2 separate regions of the Mus musculus genome follow, and region 2 is linked to region 1. A link is a contact called in public Hi-C data. All regions are on one chromosome and are shown on one strand. The core of a region is the stretch at or near the end of the contact, and the rest is flanking DNA. Distances in the headings are between cores, read along the strand shown.

What was found. Hi-C and Micro-C count contacts between places; a contact is called where the count stands out from the background.
Region 2: a Hi-C map of 3T3-L1-derived adipocytes shows a contact between it and region 1, with 5 times the contacts expected there. The contact joins two enhancer-like sites. A contact is called at or near these places in 5 of 39 promoter capture datasets (the 3T3-L1 cell line, the C10 cell line, the HPC-7 cell line and 1 more), 9 of 484 Hi-C or Micro-C datasets (the 3T3-L1 cell line, 3T3-L1-derived adipocytes, cerebellar granule neurons and 4 more), 1 of 115 datasets of contacts at active chromatin or transcription factors (embryonic basal ganglia) and 1 of 9 other capture datasets (embryonic stem cells).

The regions. Positions count from the first base shown.
Region 1 is chr1:38,394,795-38,402,211 of GRCm38.p6, reverse strand. The region is part of intron 5 of Aff3 (AF4/FMR2 family, member 3); the gene reads left to right. Among named protein-coding and RNA genes, the nearest start is that of Gm16150, 180 kb to the right of the region's middle. Within about 2 kb of position 3,406, at least 18 of the 459 cell types and tissues checked have an H3K27ac peak or open chromatin away from gene starts, as enhancers often do. A contact at or near this core is called in 3T3-L1-derived adipocytes, where this site is marked.
Region 2 is chr1:38,542,460-38,549,876 of GRCm38.p6, reverse strand. All of the region lies in intron 1 of Aff3 (AF4/FMR2 family, member 3), which reads left to right. Among named protein-coding and RNA genes, the nearest start is that of Aff3, 81 kb to the left of the region's middle. Within about 2 kb of position 4,141, at least 40 of the 459 cell types and tissues checked have an H3K27ac peak or open chromatin away from gene starts, as enhancers often do. A contact at or near this core is called in 3T3-L1-derived adipocytes, where this site is marked.

The DNA.
Region 1 (7,417 bases), core at 2,157-4,656:
AGTACAGGGCAGTCATTTTTGGTCCCCCCCCCCTTAATTTCCCAGAACACTGAAGCTCCCTGCTACACACCATCTCTGGAGTGATCTGTGCATGATAAACAGTGTCATATGGCTTGCGCATCATTAAAGCCTGTCACATGGCCAGGCTCCGGGTGGTGGGACAAGAGAGGCCTTGTACTCAAACATCTATGTGCTCCTTGCCCCAGATGAAAACATATTAGCTGCTCTGTGCCTACGGGAACAGGAGAGACAAAGAGATGACTTGTTCTGAGTGACTCGCTTGGGTCATTTGGAGAGCTGGCTCAGGTCACAGCTCCTCCACTGCAGAGCAGAGCTGCTTTTTATAAAAGTTTGTACTGCTTCTTTTATCTTTTTTTTTTAATTTGTTTCCAACCCTAAAGATTTAACTCATGACAAATTGAAGCCCACCAGTGACAAAAATCAACCCTGGGAGAACTGTCAAGGAATAACATTAATACACCCCATTGCTGATTATAGAAAAACCAGCCAAAATAAGCCTAATGTTTATATAGAGAGTTCACTAAACAAAACCTAGAATCTTATTCAAGGATAAGTTAGGGCATTTCATAGTGTTGCGTTCTTCTTGTTTTTGATCATCTGAATGTTAAGGACAGAAATTGCATGTGTTTTTATTTCATCTATAGATAAATTCTTCATTAAAAAAAAATCACCGTTAGTCCATTAGGTTGAAACTGGAAGCCCTGTGTAAAGGATTATATTCTTACCTACCAGAGGTGTCCAAGTGACTCACTGCAGGGCCATCTGGCTGCAGTCTGCATGCTGTGCTATGAGTCTAAAGGAGTTTAGTCTGTAAGAGAGGTGGGTCTGAACTAGTAGGCTTTGGGGTGACAGCTACGGGAACCCCTAACCCTGAGTTACGGAAGCTCCTTCTGAGCATGTCCTGCTTTGATTCTCAGTATTCTCCTTTCGCATCTGCTGCACAGTTAGGAATCATCCCATCATGTGCGGGATGGAAGGCTTTGTTAGATAACTCGGAAACCGTCAGCAGCCTGCCTTTAGCGTCTATCCTAGCAGGGGACGGTACCTCAGCCTGTCCATGAGTGTCTGTCAACATTTGCAGCTATGTCATTGGGTTTTCCTGACATACTTTGTGGATTGTGCCATTTGGTTATGGCAGCAGCAGTGAAAAATACTCCATTTATATATGTGTTCCATCCAGGAGGGGCAGAAAATACCTACAAAACAATAGATGCGCTCAGTGCCCTAGAGGCTCAGTGGGCAGGAGAAGTGATTTACTGGAAGACAAGCAGAGAGGAAACCTATGGAGATGTGCTCCTTTGAGAATCAGCCCTCCTTGACAGGTGGAGTGCCCAGTCCAGCCCCACCAACACAGTACAAGAGGCTAGGAGCTGGAGTATTGCAACAAGGGAGTGGTCTCACAGGCCTCCTCCTCACAGTGGGACTACACGCTGACATGATATAACCCATTCAAACTCTAGGGGTATCTTCTCCATCTTACCCTCTCTAAGTTTAAGGGGGTGGTGTCAGAAAAATAGTGCTCAACTGTGAGTCTCATGGAACAGAGAGTGAGAGCTCTTATCTGTACCCACAAGTGAGACTTCAGTTGCTATGTCTTCTGTATAAAGCAGAAAATATTAATGCATGCAAGACCACAGTAGGCAGCCAGACTTTAAAATGTACAAATCACCCTCAATAACATCACTTATTTTTACTACTACTTCTTCTTCTTCTTCTTCTTCTTCTTCTTCTTCTTCTTCTTCTTCTTCTTCTTCTTCTTCTTCTTTTGAATTGACAGTTTAAAAATAGTGTGTGTGTGTGCATTCTAGGGGAACTAGATTCTGGTGTTCTGTTGTGTAGTAGGATGATACATTATATATTTCAAAAACATTAGGGAAAGCATTCCAAATGCTTTTCACAACAGAGAAATGGTAGCTGTGTAAAGGCGCGGTGTGCCTGGACAGATTCGTGTGTTATGCAATGTTTGCACAAAAAATTTATTTTATTGCTAAGGATCACAGAGCCTTGTACCTGCCAGATATGTTCTGTGCCACCCAGCTGTGCCCCTGATCCACTCGAGTCGCCTTCTGCGTGGCCTTTGCTAGAGCACTCTTCTCTAGTACAGGTTTTTAAGGTGCTGGGGCTGGAACCCAGGGTGCTGCAAATGCTGGGCAAACATCCTACCACTGAGCCACATCCTAAGTTCCTACTCTCATTTCTCTTTATGATTTTTGTATTTAATAAAGAACATTTTTAAGTATATGTCTAGCAGCTGTATAGGTCACCAGATTTTGGAAACCTTTCAACAGGGCCTAGAGAGATGGTGCAAAATGGTTAGCAGAATCCATTGCTTTTCTGGATGGCCTGAGTGTGATTCCCAGCACCCACATGACAGCTCACAACCATCTGTGACTTCATCCCAAGGGATCTAGTCTCCATGGGACACACACACACACACACACACACACACACACGGTGCACAGACATACACGCAGGCAAAACACTCATATGCATCAAAAAATAAATAAAAGTTTCTTAAACTTTAGAGTTACTGTGTTGTAAGTCCTCCTTGAAAAGGTTTGCAGTCCTAATGAACAGACGTCTAGACATGAAAACGTGTGGCATGATGTCAACACTTAAGATGTGAAGCTGGATAAGATCACGCTTGCTCCCTCAAGTGTGTGAGTGAACTCAGTGTTGCACCAGCCCCCTCTGGGGCCCCACTTCATCTCCGCCTGGTGTTGTCATTCAGTTCTCACTCTGACCTAGAAATCCTGTCAAACAGATGGGCTTTGCATGTTGGTCCCAAGTACATGTCACCACGCCCTGTCCTAGTACCACGCTGCCCGGATCTCCCCAGAACGGCTGCCTGTGTTAGCGTGGGGACTGTGTGACCATGTTAAGGTCAGGCCGTCTTCCCCATCAGGCCCTGCTGCAGTGGCATACCCAGCAGCCAGCAGTGGAGGTTGCAGTGTGGGCCCCATGCCACGCAGCAGGGTCCCCGGGCTATGCTGGACTTGCCTCCCTTACTATGCACTCTCCCTTCAAGGAACTCGACTCAGCTCACTGTGAGCACTGGTCATACCCTGTCCTCATCAGTATTTCTTTGTCCTCAGTTCCCCAAGGGATCTTTTATTGGGGCAAGGGTGTTTGGGAGAGAACCCAGAGACCTACCAAGGCTAGATCACAATCCGCCACTGCCTTTAACCTTAGTACCCAAAGAGGCTCTTTTAGAAACATTTTCTGAACATCCCACTCATGGAACTCTATCACCTCAGTTGCTCTGTCCCTCTTCAGATGCTGTGCCCTTATCTGCCAGGCTTCTGGCACAGAGTAAGCTTTTCTACTGAGGAAGCATTTGGTGTGGCCAGCGTTTGGGAATGCCTGACTGGGCTGATCTGCTTGCTGTGCCACTGACCCCAAGTAAGTGTTTCACAGTCCCTGTACTTGGCAGACTAGCATCTCCCTTGGGTGTCGTAGGACCTGCTGGCTTCAGCTTCTCACGGTTCTGGGCACCAGGATAGCTGAGTGAACCGGGCAGAGACCCCACCTTCCTGGAGCCCTGTAATCCAGGCTGCTGATGCTAGACACTTGGCCATTCTTCCATGTTGCCCCTCCCTCCTTCCTTCTGGGCGCTCTCTTCCCACTTGGGACCAACCCTCTCCCATGCTCCCACACCCCATCCTCCACTGTAGCTGACTCAAGAGCTAGCAAGCATTTCTACTGCTTTGTAACCACTGTGTCTCCGGTAGCTTCCTGTATTCGGAGTACACGTGTAAGTGTTCCAAAGCACTTTGATCTGACTAACAACAACAACAACAACAACAACAACAAATCATAGAGACAAGGCGGGTTTTCTCCAGAGCTGCATTCCCTGGAGCTCCTCCCCAACTCCTAGGGAGGCTAAGCTCTCAGCAGCTTAGTTCCCACTTTGCCTTCTCTGCTGCCTGACTTTCGTTCCATACCTGTAAATCAACTTGTACTGAGAAGGTCACGACCCCACACATGCTCATGGGGGGCACAGGGATGATGCTCATGGCAGCACTTGTGGTCAAGTGCGTGTCTGGCATCTCTCCCCACTGTACCCTTTTTTAAGATTCCTCCTGGCTTTCATGTCCTCCCTTCCTCTAGCTATCTGGGATGTTGGTGGCTTTCATTATCTCCTCCTGTTATTCTCGTTGCTGATAGGTGCTGATGTATTCCTTGAACCCTGTTCTGTTTCCTGGATGTCATGCTCACCTGTCCGGCTATCCCCATTCCCACAGGTTTTTAACACCTCTACCTTAACCTTACCTCACATCTCTTAACACCTTTTCCTCCTGGGTGAATATTGTTGTCAAGTGGCTGCTAAAGCTATTGGATCCTTCTCTCCGCCTGCCTCCCTCTCAGTCAGTTCTTCTCCAAACAAGTTTTCATATTCTCATTCTCCCTCCCTCCTCCCCCTTTCTCTCCTTCCCCGCCCCCTCTTATTCCCCCACCTCCTGTCCAGGTCAGAGCACCACCCTTTCCAGCCTAGATTATTCCAGGAGGTTGCCCACTGACCTTTGGCATCTATCCCCTGTCTAACTAGCTCGCCACAGTGTGCACAGAACCAGCTTCCCAAAGCCTACATTTTACCAGCCTCTCCCAAGCTCAGGACAGCCAGATTCCTGGCTGTGATCTGCAATGCCCTGTGTTCTCAGCCCCCGTATGTTGGTCCAGCCATGTTTTCCCAGTCTGCACTTCAAACTTTAATTCCTTCTCTGCAAGACTGTCACCACCTCTGGCTCTACCCCTGGGTCCTGCCTCGATTACTTACCTTCAGGCCACAAATTCAGCTGACTGACTCCTTTTTTTTCCCCTTGATGCAGCATTCTCTCTAGGAACCTTTCTCATTCCCCAGATCCGAGATAGCGGCTCCTAGTCTGTGATCCCAAGAACCTGTGTTCACTTTCTAATACCCGTTACCTGGGAGCCTTTCTTATCTCTCACTGGTCCATCTGCGTTGACGAGCCCATAAGAGATGCTTAATAAATGCTGAGCAAGTGTATAAGGAGGCATGCATGAATGAATGAATGAATGAATGAATGAGTGAATGAATGCTTGTTACTTGTTCCTGATCTTCATACTGTCTTCCAGAACTATAGCAAAAACACTTGAGGTGGTTTTTCCCTTAAAACATTACTTCTCTGGGGACTACCAGCACCGCCGTATCACACACCACATGGTAAACAGAGATGAAAGTTTACTGCCAGTGATTGGTGGTCAGAAGTGGAAGAGAATCTGGCTGTTACTGCAGCACATCAGGAAAGCCTGGGCCTTTTGTATCTGCCGCCTGCGTCTTGATTGTCTTTTATGAGATTGGGTTTTTCATTTTGATAGATAATGAATTTTACAAGTTGGAGAAATCAAGATAATAAGTTTGCAAGGATAATTTGGTTAATTAGCATGTTGCTACTGTAGAATCAAGGGCTGCAAGTCAAAGCGATTTCACTGCTAATGTGGTCTATGCAAAACGTCTCTCAAAAAAATTAAAACATCCACCCAGAGTGATCAGCTCAAGGCTCATATTTAAAACTTGTATTTATTATGAAAACCACACACAGTGTTCTCTGTTACTTTTTTTTTTTCCAAATTGAGGGTTGTGGAATTACATTGATTTGATGCAAATTACCATTGTATGCACACAGATCTCTGAAAAATAATTTCTAACATAGATAATGATAGCTTGACGATAGAAGAGATAGAGACTTGAAAGATGAGAGCATCTATTCTGGGAACTATTATATATTTTAAATAAGGCATCATTCTTTACCTATCTGATCTTACAGATATTTAGCTCATTTGAACTAAAAAAACTTAGAAAGCCAATTTTTTCTGAAATTGGCTTTAAAATATCAAGAACAGAGGGGGCAGAGGATAAACTCATTCCCTGCCTCTGATACAGAAAGCCCTGGGTTTTAAAAAAAAAAAAAAACTTCATTCTTATTATCAGTCTATGACACAACAGTTTAAAACTCTAGGCTTTGGCTACCTGTAAATATTTTCAAGTACAGATTTGTTGCAGATATGAACTCCACACTTGAAATCACCGTGGTATTTCATCCTAATGAGCATGTTTCAGACTACTTACATATGTTTGTCTCCTCTCCAAGTTTAGCTTTTCCATCTCAAGGAATAATTTATATGTGGGGTCATTTCTTTAAATATGCATTTAAAATTCATTTTAACAGTATGTACTTGTAAGAGGACAAAACAGATGGGCTTTTTAAAGTTTAAAGTTAGCAAGAATTGCTGTTGAACACTTGTTTTTAAATGATCAGCTCCTGAGTCCTACCTCAGCCATGTCTCAGAAAACCAAATTAGAGATTAAGGGCCTGGTGAGGCCAAGGCTGACCTCCATGGTCTTCAAATACAGAGCCTCAGAAGAGTGTTGATGCTCACCAGAGGAAAGGGGAAGATGGAGAAAAGAATCCCCAGGCATCGTGTGTTCTGAGAATGATGTAACCCAGAAAAGAAGCCACAACAGGTCCCCTTCCATTAGGGAGAGAGCCCCCCTCCGCTCTGCCAACAGGCTTCATCATCTTGACTTTTTAACTTTTCATTTCCTTGCCTGCTCATTGAAGTCATCACTACATCCTGCCTGACCTGAGCCCCGAACTCGGGAGGGAAAAAGGCGAGATGTAAACGTAGCTGGTTATTGTTGTATGAAAGGAGGAGCCGGCCCATTGTGTGTGAATAAAGAAGAGGTTCCAGGAGTGTGAGAGACAAGTGCTGATGCTGGGGGGTGGGGGTGGAGGTCACGGTAGCCGGAATCATCTAGAAAGATTGTCAGCAGCCCTTGGATGGTAAGATGATTAATCACTTTAGCACAAAAGAACACAAAGGGAGACTTGTTCGGAGTAGGCCGGGGATGGAGCGTCAGCTCCAGGTGCCATGGGGCTCCTCTGTTTAATAAGGTTTTTTTTTTTCAAGTATGTGCCACATCAAAAGCAAAAGCACATGCCTCTACAGGAAACTCAACTAAAGGGCCAGAGAACAAAGTAGTAAGTCAGAAGGAATATTTAAGAAACAAGATTAGCAATCATTTGGGTTTGAAAATCCCTCCACCCAAAGCCTACTGTGTTAGTGTCAGGAAAACTCACAGACCTTCAGAGGACATGTCCTGAACCCTTTACCCATAAACATGAAAGGAAATATCCGAGGCTAAACAAGTTCCATGATTGGAAGTATGCTTCAATTATTCCACTATTCCCTGCAGCCTGGCTTAACATGTGCTGCTGGGGTGTCCTTCACATGAGTTACCCGTGTTCCCTCATTGTAGTGCCCTCCCTGTCTTCCAGGTAGAAAGAGAGAGGTAGAGGCCATAGCACACAGAGCAGAGTTTAAACTGAGGTCTCCCACTGTGCAGCCTGGGGCTCTTTTATACCCTGCAGAG
Region 2 (7,417 bases), core at 2,892-5,391, 150 kb before region 1:
AAACTCACAATGCATCTGTGTTTTGACAGTGACCTATTATGAAGTACAGGTATACGCTTATGCCATGTTGTTGGCTTACAAAACATCCCCAGATTTTAAAATGTTTTAGAGCACTGATTTCCAGACTAGAGATGCTCAACCTGTAGTATGCTTCCCACTAGGAAATTACTCTTTGTTAACACCTTCTGACTTTTACTTTTAAAAGGACAGTATGGCACTATTGTGGTCTTTCGGCCAATCTTAACAAGCTCAGCTAATTCTCACAGCCAAGACTGTGAAGTTCCAGAGAGGGTAACACACACCCCCGCCCCCCGCCCAGCACCCAGAAATCTGAGAAGCTGGGATAGAAGCTAACAGAATTGTAGGTTTCCTGCTGACTCAGCAGAGGAATGAAATGTGCTGACTCAGCAGATGACTGAGATGTGCTGACTCAGCAGAACACTGAGATGTGCTGACTAGGAAGAGATCAAAGGCAGGAGAGAAGAGAGACATGAGGTGTCTCTTCCCTGACCCCACCTGTGTTGTGTACTACCAAATGCCCACCTTGCCTCCTTTAGATTGCCTAACTCTTGTTAAAAATTATAGCAGTTTTGAGGCAGAAGGGCCTTCTTTCTAGGTTTATTTTCATTAGTAAATTTATCCTAATAATTCACAGAGCTGTTTATATTTACTGCCCACCAGGGCACACTCACTTTTCTGTGGTTGTGTGTGTGTGGTGGGGGGTGGAGAGGGAAGGCACAAAGAGAAGTGGAGGGAAGCCGAGAGAAACAATGAGGAAGCAAACAGCAGGGTAGAGCTCACATCCTCTTGGCACCATCTCCTTAAGAGTCATGATAACTATCACCTTGCATGGGTAGCACTGTAATATATAATGCTGCTAACATTCTTGGGATCAAATGCAGTATTTTTATGATGGATTACATGTCTTGTGGATTTGGGAATGTGTGTGAAGGAGTCTGTCAGCTATGGGAAGACCCCTTGCTTTACTGCCTCTGTGTTATATGGATATTTAGAATTAATCATCTCTGCTGTTGGCAGCACAGAATGAGTTATAGAGACATACCGTTTGAATGATTCACATCCTTAATGTTTTCCTCCAAGTCGAGCTCAACTGATTGCGGAGTTTTCACCATAGGAAGCCAGAGAAATGTCCTTCACGGTGCCTTGTGGAAGCTGTGTGTTTTTTTTTTTTTTCCATGTCTGGCTGACACTTTGTAGGTTAGAAGTGTTACTTAATTTGTGAATTAAGAAACATAGTATTTTAGAGCCTACAATGTTTTTAATATCCACAGTTGCTAAGGACTAAAACTCCTGGTTGTAATGATTTTGTGCTTTGGGAAAATAGCGTTAATTTTCTAAGCCCCACTTTTTCTTTTTTGTATTATTGATGAAAGGTCTTTATTTTGCAAGCTGATTATAATAATGTTTATGGCACATGGATTTTATTTCACTTTTGTATTTATATATTCATTTATTAAAATGCTTTTTCAAACAGTGGCAAGTGCTATATAACAGCTTTGCAGAGAGGGACAAACATGGTAGCAAGGGCAAACTTCTTTACACGCCCCCAGCACCAGGCAGTTGCTCAGAATCACCTGTAATATGATTCCCATGATTGTTAAATTCCAGAATCTTAAAGAAAGTTCAGGACTCGGTGTGCAAATGATTTTAGTTGTATTTGTTGGAGTTGCTTTATATCTGTGGATGACGTTTGGGCAAGGAAGGAGATAAAAAGAACTTCTGTTTACTATGTATTTTTAAAGTTTTTAACAGAAATTTCCAGTGCCCACTCTGCGCCAGGCACGGAGGGCGCAGTTTCACAGATCAGCACAGATCGACTTCTGAGGGAGCTGCGGTGCAGAGGGCGATTCTGCATAGGCACAGTCACTGTGAAGCTGCAGCGTTCTCTGTAGGATGCAGGAGGCCCTTGGGTATACCAGGATGCATCTGGGCATGCTCAGGAGGAGAAGTATTACTCAAGGGAGAGGTTTGGGCTTAGGGTGCGGTGAGCAGCTGGAAAGCAAAGGTGTTTAAGTGACTCAGGCTCAGAGAGAGACTGTGGCCTAGAGACTAGCCTATCTCAGACTGAGGATGGGTGAGTGGGGTCCTGAGTCAGCCCTCTGTCCTCAGGGCAGGGCAGTGACCTGATAAGAAATGCCACGTGGCTTTAGTGTCAGATTGGTCAGATTTGCTTTACTTCAGATACCGGAGGCAGCTAAGCTTAGGTAATGAAAAGTTTTATTCAGCACAAAGTCTTGTATATTTCAATCCAAAACCAAGCGAGGCCATCAGAGTAGTCTCTGGTGAGGTGGAGTACCATGGTGGGAGCATGTATGGAAACAAAGTGCATACATCTTGAACCAGAGTTGAGAGAAGAGGGCTATTAATGCCTCCATTGCCCTTTTAGTGGCTGTGCTATCAATGACTGAAGAGCCCCTCTTTCCAAAGTTCCACTACCTCCTAGTAACACCACCTTGGGGACTAAGTCCTTCACGCATGGACCGAAGAGGACCATTCTAGTCACGCTCAAACCAGAGTAGATGCAGAGGGACACTTAACTGTCAGAAAGAAAAGCTAGGAGACGCATGGGAAGGCCCCTGGGGTCTTGGATGGACCCAGTGGTGATTATGGGTAGGGAGGTTCCAGTGGAGGAGAGCCAGCACCGCTTAGCTGTATCTGGTCTAGGGATTGACTGGACGTTATGATGAGCAGTGCTGGAGTCAGACATTGGTCAGGGGACTGTAATGGGAGGAAAGACTCAGTTAGCATGGCAGCCCCTTTGAGCCCCGGGGTAGTACAGGGAAGCAGAAGGGGGTTAGAAGTACCTCAGGCACCCAGTCAAGACAGTGTTAGCAGTAGGAGGTTGGGAAGTGATCCTGCCCATGGGTTAGCCCTGCAGGGAAGTAACGAGCTGGCCATGAGCAGCAGAAGCAGATCGTGCGGACAGGAGACCAGGCCAGGCGCTGGGGAGAGCCAACAAGTGTCAGAAACTGGCTGACAGGGAAGGGCCACGTGAGAGGAACAGGCAGGGAGAACTGCTCGCTTTCCCTTCTTAAAGACTGGTGTCTCAAATGCCTGAATATGTCTCTCTCAAAAGGCCAGGAAACCCCAAGACAGTGAGCACATGGGACAAAGTGAGTTTGTCTGTGGAATGTGGGCATGGGGGCAAGCTGCAGAGCTCAGAGGAGACAAATAGAATCTGGTTGGGTGGGGCAGGTAAGGGGGCAGTGTTGCAGGTCAGAAAATAGAGAGAGAATCTGCCTGGTTTGCCAGATGCTCTGTGACAAGGCTCTACACCCCGGTCCAGCTTTGTGGTGGCATGATTACAGCTTTATTCTCAGGGAATGTTACGTGTTTTCTGTCAGGGCTGGAGAGCATCAAAATGTTGTCCCTTATTTGTTCCCACTCTGTTGACCTACGAGGCTCCAGGTTAAGCTGATAAACTGCCCTGTGCAGAAACAGATCCTCTCCCCTCCCCTATAAGTAATTCAGCCATGCTGTCTATATGGAATTGTTGTCCTGTATGATCAGAAGGTATGTTGGTCCCGTGCATATTCTGTTGAAAGTCAGCTCTGCTGGATTTCACCCTGGCCATCAGCTAGTTCTGTGCCTGACAGGTAAATTAATTCAGGGCAGCAGGTAGAAGTAGCCTGAATTTATTCATTCCTTTGCAGAAAGCCTGCTCCAACCAGTAGGTGCGTATCTCCAAGGTGGTTCTGGGCAGGCATATCGAGGGGCTGGATTCAGGAGAGGACAGTGCATTCCTTAAGGGCTAACACTCAGTCTGCCCAGCTCTATGCCCAGGAGCCTGATCTACTTGGGAGATTCAACTTGGCCATCTTGATAACCTCAAACCTGAGGCGCCAGCTCAATGACCCAGAGTGGCTAAGACAGTGACTGTGTAGAAAAGCATCCTGGTTAAAACACAGGCAATGAATGCTGTGAAACTCGGCAGAGCCATAAGCAGCTCTTCGAGTTCCTAGAAGCTGAGATTGGGAAACATGCTGCAAAGTGAAGACAAATCTTAACTGAGCGTTTGCTGTAGGGAAACATGATTGATTGCCTCCAACATGCACAGCCCTGAGAGGAAGCAGCCTCCTCCACCCGCGTCAGCTCGGGCACCCGTGATTGATGGCAGCTCCGTGCTGCTGCCAGGGAGGGAGTGCTTGGAAATAGCATAGTAGGGACTTTGCAAGCCAGTCTCATTTGGCTAAGTTACTGCTTTTGTGAGGCTCGCCGCATCTTTATATTCTACCAAGGAGAAGATGGTAAATCAGAGTAATTGCTTCATCCCAAGGCACTTTTACACTGCGAAGGGAAAAGGTCCTGTTAAGAAACTCAAATTAACTTCTGCTGGTTAGACTATATGGAAAGCCTCTTTGAAAGCTGCTTGTCATCCAGCCTGGCAGTTTATTTATCATGGAACAATTCCATTAGCGCCTGACACTTGTTCTCATGGTATGGAGGCTTAGGCCTCCCTCAGGAAAAACATTTAACCCTTGGCAATGCAAAGCTGTCATTTATCTGTCACCTCTCTCTCTCTCTCTCTCTCTCTCTCTCTCTCTCTCTCTCTCTCTCTCTCTCTCTCTCTCTCTCTCTCTATCCACTGGAGGATGTTTACAAGAGAAATTCTAAAGTCTTCATTTCCAGGGACATAGAAATGGAGTTTGGACCCAGAAGATGATCAGTAAAAGCTTGGTGCAGCAGGTCCCCTTCCAGGTTGCAGCAGAAACCTCACCATGCGAGTTACAGAATGCTCTTATTACGTTGTTATGTAATTTCTAAGGAATTCCATATATGGAATTCCACCTCAACAGGATAAAATAGGGAAATGGATTATAACTCTTGCAGTCTAGAGTCAGTGAGGGGCTGATGTTGTCTTAATTGAAGTAATATGACTGTTTTTTGCTGCCGCTGCTGCTGTTGTTGTTGTTGTTTTGTTTTGTTTGGTTTGGTTTGATGTTTTGTATCCTTTTAAATTATTTTTTGCTTATTTTGTTTTTGACTACAGAATTTGTAAAATTGAGTCAATCAAGGGTGACTAGCAAATCTTAAAAGAATAGTCACCATTTGAAATTAACACCCTTCAGCCTGACATTTACTAACAAAGGATGGGGGTACCATTTGTCAAAGCTTGTCAGGGGGCTGTCCCCAGAGAGGCAGTGCAGTGGAGTCGAGGAATTCTATGTCTGGTGCCAGACTGCCGGGCTTCTAAGTGAAGAGCTTCTCCTGGCTGCCCGTGGGACAGGGCCAGTTAGCTATGCTCAGAGCCTCTTGTTTTCTTCATTGGAAACTAAGGATAATGGCTCTTGGGAGTTTCAAGATTATTAAATGAAATAATTCATGTGAGATCCATTTGCAGTAGCTGTCATTATTGGAAAATTTAATACAAATCAGATGGGTCTGGAGAATGGCATAGATCACCCCTAGGTTTACTTGGGGTTTTTGTGGGTGGTTCATCTGGGTGTGATATTATAGCTCTCTCAGAACGTGGTGTAGAGGAGACTCAGGTGTGCAATGCCTTCAGCGTCATCGTTTTTCTGCAAGAGCAATCAGAGGACCCAAGGCCGAGGTCTACAGATGCTCCCAGCAGAGCCCCTTAGGACTGAGGATAAGATGGAGCTACTCTCCATGGTTGGTGGCAAACGAGGAAGAGGGGGGTCCACTTATAGGGAGATGGTGGGCCGCGTGTGTAAGGCTGGCAGGATATGCGAAGTGAGCTGGGAGCTGAAATTGCTTTACTCAGAAAGAAGAAGCCGGGATAAGGGAGCAGAGACATCATAACGTTCTTGGGGGCTTGAAGAGACTGTGCGTTGTTGAACGGTTTTCTGTCCTTAGCAGGCATGTAACTACTGTCCTGGTCACCTTCAATACTGCCTTCAGAAACTCCCTTAGGACTATCACTGTCACCACCACTACCATCATCATAACCACTACTACCACCATCACCACCATTACCACAATCACCCCACCACCACCACCACGATCACTGTCCTAGTATAGCCCCCCTCATCACCACCATTACCACAATCACCCCACCACCACCACCACCACCACCACCACCACCACCACCACCACCACCACGATCACTGTCCTAGTACAGCCTCCCTCATCACCACCACCAGCCTCAACCGTATCACACAACTCTCACACCTTGCTCTATTCTAGTTTCCTTGATTTGTCTGACATTTCCAAGTTGGGATCCCTCCTTGTAGGAAAGCCAACATAGGAGCTCTAGCCACAGTCAGAGTGCAGACATTCTTCTGTGCTTGCTTGCTTGTTAGATTTCTCAACTCTTAGCCCGCGGAATGACAGTGTCCACAAATGGGTCTTCCCGCCAATCCAGACAGTCCCCCCCCAGAAATGCCCACTGGCTAGCCTGATCTAGACAATCTCTCACCAAAAGCCTCTTCTTAGGTGATTCTAGCTTGTGTTGAGTTGTGTCAGAATTGCCCAGCTCGCTCTCTCCCGGGATCATCACCATTCCATCCACAGGCTCACCACCTCACACACAACCCTTACCACCGTAAGGGGCTGCATCTGGGACACCTTCGTCTTTCTGCCAGACTGGAACTCTGGATCACCTTGTCTCTGATTGCTTCTTTTCACCCATTTAAGCCCGGCTGCCTTTCTGTCCACCAAGTCTGTAGATGGAGGGGATTTATGAATAACATCTCAACCATCTTGCTCTCCTTTCTTTTGAGACGGGATTCCGGGTCTTTTATTGTTTACTTTAGAAATAACGAAAGATGTAATTAGTTTGACTCATCAAATCTAAAACAATTGTTAAAAATTCGGGGCGTTTGATTAGACTCCTTTAATTATACACAGCGTCTCATGTTGCCGGCTGAGAGCAGCGGAGTTTTTGAGGCACCGCAGTCTCCTTCTTGCCACCAGTTGCTTCCCTCTCCCTGTTCACCTTCTGGGTGTTCATACCCATCAGTGTGCTGGCCCAGAGCTCAAAGTGTCTGAAAAATGGCCTCCGTGGTAGGCTGCTCAGCTATCTTTGATGGAGAATGGAAGAAGGGGAGAGCGTTCCCTGGGGTTCCTACATCCTCTGCTCTTGGGAGAGGCTAGAGAAACCTGCTCTGAGGAGAGCAGTCAGGACAGGCAGTGGGTAAACCTAGGCTGTGGGATTCTGAAAACAGAGTTCTAGCCAAGGAAGTCATGTTGCCTGCCAAGGGTGAAGGTCGCCGCCCCAAGCTCTGGAAAGCCCCCCGCCCCCAGCAGTGATCTGTGTTATGGACCACTCAGTGGTTTCTCTTCTACCCGACCCTCCTACGGGGCCCAGCTCAGAGCTTGTCTACATACCTGGTACCCACGCTGCTTATGAGTGAGCTCCTTCCTCCTTTCTCTCTTGTTCTGAGATCTTCTCAGCAGTAGGAAGGATTGGCCGTAGCCCCGAGTATTTCCCTCA